Regions from separate parts of the Mus musculus genome. Here region 2 is linked to region 1. Evidence: chromatin contacts called from public HiChIP or PLAC-seq data. All regions are on one chromosome and are shown on one strand. The core of a region is the stretch at or near the end of the contact, and the rest is flanking DNA. Distances in the headings are between cores, read along the strand shown. Region 1 overlaps Ifngas1 (Ifng antisense RNA 1). Region 2 has its middle 10 kb from the start of Gm33861.

Region 1 (3,043 bases), core at 515-3,014:
TCTCACCTTGCGACTCATTCTGAGAAAATTAGGAAAGAAGACATCACACTGTTTCTGGTTTGGTCCAAGACTAACCATCAAGGCCGTATAACATTGTCTTTCTACCACTGGTTTTCCCTGCAGATTATTTTTAAGTATAATAAGCTAAGTGCATGAAAATCTTTTTCTTGGGAGAGGGAGAGTTAATTAGCATTTTATTCCTAGCTCATCAGTGTTTTGTTTTTTGTTTGTTTGTTTTTTAATGAACTTTAAGTCGCTTAGCCATTCTTGGCCAGTGGAGATGACGTGATTATAAAACAAGGCTAAGGTGTATCTGCCTGTACTTCTCACCCCACTGAGACTTTACATCATGAAAGAAACATTGATTATTTCTGGAAATGGGCTTACGGCAATCAGAGAACCACTTGCAGGAAAAAAAAAACAAAACAAAATCCATATCTTCAGCCATACTTCAAAATATAATACAGATGGATTAATCTTAAGTATATGAAATAAAAGTATGAATTTCCAAGAAGAATTTTTTTATAACCTTGCAGTGCCTGTTGAGTTTAAATGCACAGATAACATTCTGGGTAAGAGACAGGTATACCTACCTCCTAAGGGTGGGGTTGAGGTTAATAGGTGAGCCAGTTCCTCACGTCCCAGGCTGTATCTTAGGTCACATGATAAAGGACAATACACATGAGGTGACATGATAAAAGTCAGGCAGAAACCCAGGTATTCATGGAGACAGCATCAGGCAGGAGCTTCCTTCTCTCCCTCCCTCCCTCCCCCACACCACCCACATCTTCCTCTGCCCTCTGCTCATTGTACTTGGAATGCTTTGCGCTCTTGCCTCCTGGAGGATGTTCTCCGGCAATGATGTCTCCTTTACCGCGAACACTTTCTTAATAGTTGATTATTCTCATGAGCATCTGAACACTGACTTTATGTCATTCTGAAATCCGGGTTTGCTCCTGATTCTCCTCTATCTGCAGGCTCCATGATTTGCTCACGTTGAAAATGAACTCTGGCAGAGTTGCCTATGCTCACCGTACCCATTTTCTTCCCATCCTGTGGTGACCCTGTTGTAATCAAGCCCTTCTACTGCTCCCTAGATGTTAACCTCCCCAAATTCCAAGTCCCCAATAGTTGCCTCTATTCCTAAATCCAGCAGTCATTTACCCATCCTCATCTTACTTACCAGCAGCATTTGAACCTCCCTCTAAGACGCCATGCTGACATCTTCTCACCTCAGTGATTTGTACTCCCTCTCAGAATCTTTATTCCCTTAACCTTGAAGTCTTCATATTCTATTAATCCTCCCAAAGGACATAGTCACTTTTGTAACTTCCAGCTTCAAGAACCTCAGCAAATAAACCCACAAAAATCCTTTGAGATCCCGCTCCAACCACAAGAGCAGCTAACCTGTGCAACGTGGATATACCTTGGAAGATGGCGTTTCAGGTCCACTAAGCCTACAGCTGACTACAGATCACTACATTCACGATGGGGCTAGGGTTATCTCTTCCTCTTCCACAATAGATGGTGTGTGTGTGTGTGTGTGTGTGTGTGTGTGTGTGTGTGTAAATTGTTCTTATGCAAGACTGCTGATTGTCAATCCCTCCTCACATGAGAGGCCTCCTTGGTAGAACTGGGGAACTGGGGGCTGTTGCCCAGCTTCCTAGGACTGGGCAACTGGCGGCCACACAGCCCAGAATAGTAAGCTTTCTAACCTAAACACACGGCCCTGCATGTCTCTGGCTTCTTAAACATGAAACCATAAGCATGTAAGACTGAGTCTGTCAGCCCAGCCCATAAGCCTGTGGCAGTCAAGGGTGCAGGACTATAAATACTGCTTTTCTGTTATGATTTTCATTCAAGTAGAACAAAATAACCCCACCCTACTCACTGGCGTGAGCAGATACAAAAACTGTTGAATGACTCAATTAATTGAATGACTCCAACATTTAAGAGTATATCATAATGAATAGTATCAGACATGTCTTAAAATTCAATTTATTATAAAGTTTTAAACTGTTCATTGAACATCATTAATTCAAAGTGGTACTAAAAGTTACAAACCTCACATGGACAGAATATTGATTTCATAGATTATGCTGTCGTCTTGTGTGCTACTTTTATAGGAAAAGCCTCTGCCATTTCTCATGGAACAAGCGAGATCCCCACATCCTAACAGACAATTGGGACAAACAAGGGATTTCAGAATGAGACTGTGAACACTGTGTCCCCAGATCCCAGCCAGTGAAGTCAGAGTAATGATTCCTATGGTGTGGAGAAAGCTGCACAGCAGGAAGTGTCCATGGGATGGACCTGGAGAAGAAAGAAGGCGAGAGGCATCTTTAGCTTGTTGGAATCCCTGCTCCCAGCTTTTCCTGGGCTTCTGACCCAGCCTTGACCCTTGACCTTCCCTCACTTGTTCTAGCTGTCTTTGATGTGGCCACCTGATAACACGTGTTTGCTAACATGTATTGGGGTTTGAAGTGAATGCACATGCAACAGGGTAGAGGAGGGAGACCTGGAACAAGAGTTACTGAAGCTGGAGCATGTCCGCGGCTGATGGCTGGACGTCAGCAAGTGGAAGAAACATGATCTCATTGTGTAGAATAGTGTGCCCGGCCAGCACACGGGTACTGTTAGAAAAGAATGGGAGAATATTTGACAGATTATGGGGATCTCAAGGTGGTAAGGCTTCGAGGACTCCTGTTTTACCCCTTTACCATGTGATTCAAAGCTTCTACACTGAAAATATAAAGACAATAAATCTTCGTAAGTGTAAAATAATAAGTTCCCTTTGCCTACATTATTATTCTGATATGTATCGTATACACCAATATATATGTGTCTACCTATCTATCTATCTATCTATCTATCTAACTATAGATACATTATATGTCAGAGAGAAATGGAAGCATTTAACAAAAGTTTTTTGAGACGATCCTTTGGCTTTGGTAGGCTACCTACCCACCATACATGCCCCTTTCCCACCTTGACCTAACTAACTAATACATTTAAAGGGCAATCCCAACACACGTTCTCTGGC
Region 2 (3,024 bases), core at 11-2,510, 560 kb after region 1:
AAATAGTATGTACACTTCCCCTCCACTTGATAGGCTTATTTTTCCCAAAATCAGCCTGACTTCTTCCTCAACCCCGGCACTTCTGATGACATCATACCACCCAGCTTTTTATCTCGACACGCTGTCATTTCTAATGTTAATTTTAGCAATTTCATCAGTGGCCGTCAAGGAAATCAATATCCCACGTGGGCTAATCCCTGCCCTAGAGAAGAGCAGCTCTGCGACCCATCTTATTTGCTGATAGACTATCACACGAGAGGGTTTAGTCACTGGCTAATGCGATCCACCGCTGCGCTCTGCGTTCTGTCTCTGTGCTGGGCACTGATGGAGCCTGGAAATTAAAGATGAACAAGATGTGTCTTACTCTAAAGTGATTACTGACCCGTGGAGCAAGTTCTAGGCATTGTGGAAATTATTCATGAGGTGGGTAGGGCCAAGACTACCCTAGATCAGGGTGTCTTGAACTGTGGTCCCTCTGCCAACAATGGCACCATGACCTGGAAACTCATCTGATAAGAGCTTCCTTGGGCTCCTCTGACAACCCTGCTGTATTGGAGCTGTTCCTACAAAATTGATTTAGCATCCTTCCAGGGGTGTTGGCTGGGATAAGGGAGAGAAAGAACCTCCGGGTCTACACCACACACTCCCAACCTCTCTCTCCGTCTCCTCCTTCTTCTACAGAACTAGTAACATAGCCAGGGCACATCAGTCCAGAGAGACACTCCCCAAGATAAAGTAAAACACTGTCTTAGCACGTAAGGACCACACCGGACACCCTCTGCCTAGAACCAGAGAGATGCTTCTCGAAGATCAGCCGTGGTTCAGGCCACGCTGATGCGAACCCCTTCAGTGGACAAGAAAGCACGGAGGCTAAGATTGCCACTTTTGCCCCTGCTGCCTCGGAGGAAAACAAGCAATAGTCTCAGCTTGAGAACTCAAAGCGAAGGGACTCTGGGGCCATCGCGGTGTACGGGGGACCAGATCATGGTCTTAGCCCGTGAGTCCCGTGGCCCTGTGACTACTTTAAGTAAATTAAAGCACGCTGCTTTCTTTCTGGAATTCAAGGACAATGGATCCTGCCCATGGCAGACCTTGGCAGACCTCTCAGAACTCCTGGCCACTGGGTTTTTTTGTTTTGTTTTGGGTTTTTTTTTTTTTTTTTGGCTTCTTGCCACGTGTCATTAGTGACCTATTTTCCCTGCTGTGAGCTCAGCCATATCGAAGGCCCCTGAATCAGCAGTTTCTCCTCCACTTTGCTGGCTCCAGGCTGGTGAAACCGACACTAGCGTCACAGAGCATGCCACCTCGTATGCTCTCCCTCCCGTCCTCGGGGGAGGCGGAGAGCACGTGATCCTGATAAAGACGTAGGCTTTGACCTGAGGCTGCCTGGGAGAGCCCAGCTGTCGTGCCTCCTCCAGATAAACCGCTGAACCTGGGATTATTTTAGCTGAATAAGTAATCAGAACTAAAAATAGCCTTAAACTGCCTGGGCTTTGTTTAAACCCTGCCCAGGTGGGAAAGATAAGGTTTTTTGTTTTGTTTTGTTTTTTTAAATATAATCTAATTACAAAAGCATATTTTAAAACACTTTACTCCAAAATGCAAAAACTACTTTTACAACACGCCTATTTGGAATATAGTGCTCAGTTAATCTGGCTCTCTGAAAAAAAGAAAATGCCGTCATTTGAATTGCATACCGAGTTGAGATTACCAGTTGTTAAAAGCAACCAGAAATTGTGCTTAAACCTTCTAGGGATATCTTCAAACATAAATCCACGTGGGAAAATTACCCTTTGCTGCTTTAAAAACCAGCAAAAGCGAGCTTGCTGCCAGGCCTATTAATCTAGAAGCCACGTCCCACTAGAGGGCGCTGTCCTGGTCCGTCCTTCTCAGCCTCAGCGGCTTCCTGCTTTGTCCCTTTGCAGAGTGCTTCTTTTTTTTTTTTTTTTTTTTTTTTTTTTTTTTTTTGTTTTTTTTTGTTTTTTTTTTTTGTTTTTTTTTTTTTTCCATTTTTTATTAGGTATTTAGCTCATTTACATTTCCAATGCTATACCAAAAGTCCCCCTTACCCACCCACCCCCACTCCCCTACCCACCCACTCCCCCCCTTTGGCCCTGGCGTTCCCCTGTACCGGGGCACACAAAGTCTGCGTGTCCAATGGGCCTCTCTTTCCAGTGATGGCCGACTAGGCCATCTTTTGATACATATGCAGCTAGAGTCAAGAGCTCAGGGGTACTGGTTAGTTCATAATGTTGTTCCACCTATAGGGTTGAAGATCCCTTTAGCTCCTTGGGTACTTTCTCTAGCTCCTCCATTGGGAGCCCTGTGATCCATCCATTAGCTGACTGTGAGCATCCACTTCTGTGTTTGCTAGGCCCCGGCATAGTCTCACAAGAGACAGCTACATCTGGGTCCTTTCGATAAAATCTTGCTAGTATATGCAATGGTGTCAGCGTTTGGATGCTGATTATGGGGTGGATCCCTGGCTATGGCAGTCTCTACATGGTCCATCCTTTCATCTCAGCTCCAAACTTTGTTTCTGTAACTCCTTCCATGGGTGTTTTGTTCCCACTTCTAAGGAGGGGCATAGTGTCCACACTTCAGTCTTCATTTTTCTTGAGTTTCATGTGTTTAGGAAATTGTATCTTATATCGTGGGTATCCTAGGTTTTGGGCTAGTATCCACTTATCAGTGAGTACATATTGTGTGAGTTCCTTTGTGATTGTGTTACCTCACTCAGGATGATGCTCTCCAGGTCCATCCATTTGGCTAGGAATTTCATAAATTCATTCTTTTTAATAGCTGAGTAGTACTCCATTGTGTAGATGTACCACATTTTCTGTATCCATTCCTCTGTTGAGGGGCATCTGGGTTCTTTCCAGTTTCTGGCTATTATAAATAAGGCTGCTATGAACATAGTGGAGCATGTGTCCTTCTTACCAGTTGGGGCTTCTTCTGGATATATGCCCAGGAGAGGTATTGCTGGATCCTCCGGTAGTACTATGTCCAATTTTCTGAGGAACC

What was found. HiChIP or PLAC-seq counts read pairs in DNA pulled down with a chosen protein or histone mark.
Region 2: a contact with region 1 is called in an H3K27ac HiChIP or PLAC-seq map of large pre-B cells, with 4 times the contacts expected there. The contact joins two enhancer-like sites. A contact is called at or near these places in 1 of 15 datasets of contacts at CTCF or cohesin (large pre-B cells), 2 of 484 Hi-C or Micro-C datasets (cortical neurons and nephron progenitors) and 4 of 115 datasets of contacts at active chromatin or transcription factors (differentiating embryonic stem cells, embryonic basal ganglia, embryonic stem cells and 1 more).

What each region holds. Positions count from the first base shown.
Region 1 is chr10:118,500,052-118,503,094 of GRCm38.p6, forward strand. It overlaps Ifngas1 (Ifng antisense RNA 1), which reads right to left. Exons shown (of 5, transcript NR_104123.1): 5 at 1,984-2,633. Among named protein-coding and RNA genes, the nearest start is that of Ifngas1, 55 kb to the right of the region's middle. Within about 2 kb of position 1,765, at least 12 of the 459 cell types and tissues checked have an H3K27ac peak or open chromatin away from gene starts, as enhancers often do.
Region 2 is chr10:119,064,316-119,067,339 of GRCm38.p6, forward strand. No RefSeq gene overlaps it. Among named protein-coding and RNA genes, the nearest start is that of Gm33861, 10 kb to the right of the region's middle. Within about 2 kb of position 1,261, at least 142 of the 459 cell types and tissues checked have an H3K27ac peak or open chromatin away from gene starts, as enhancers often do.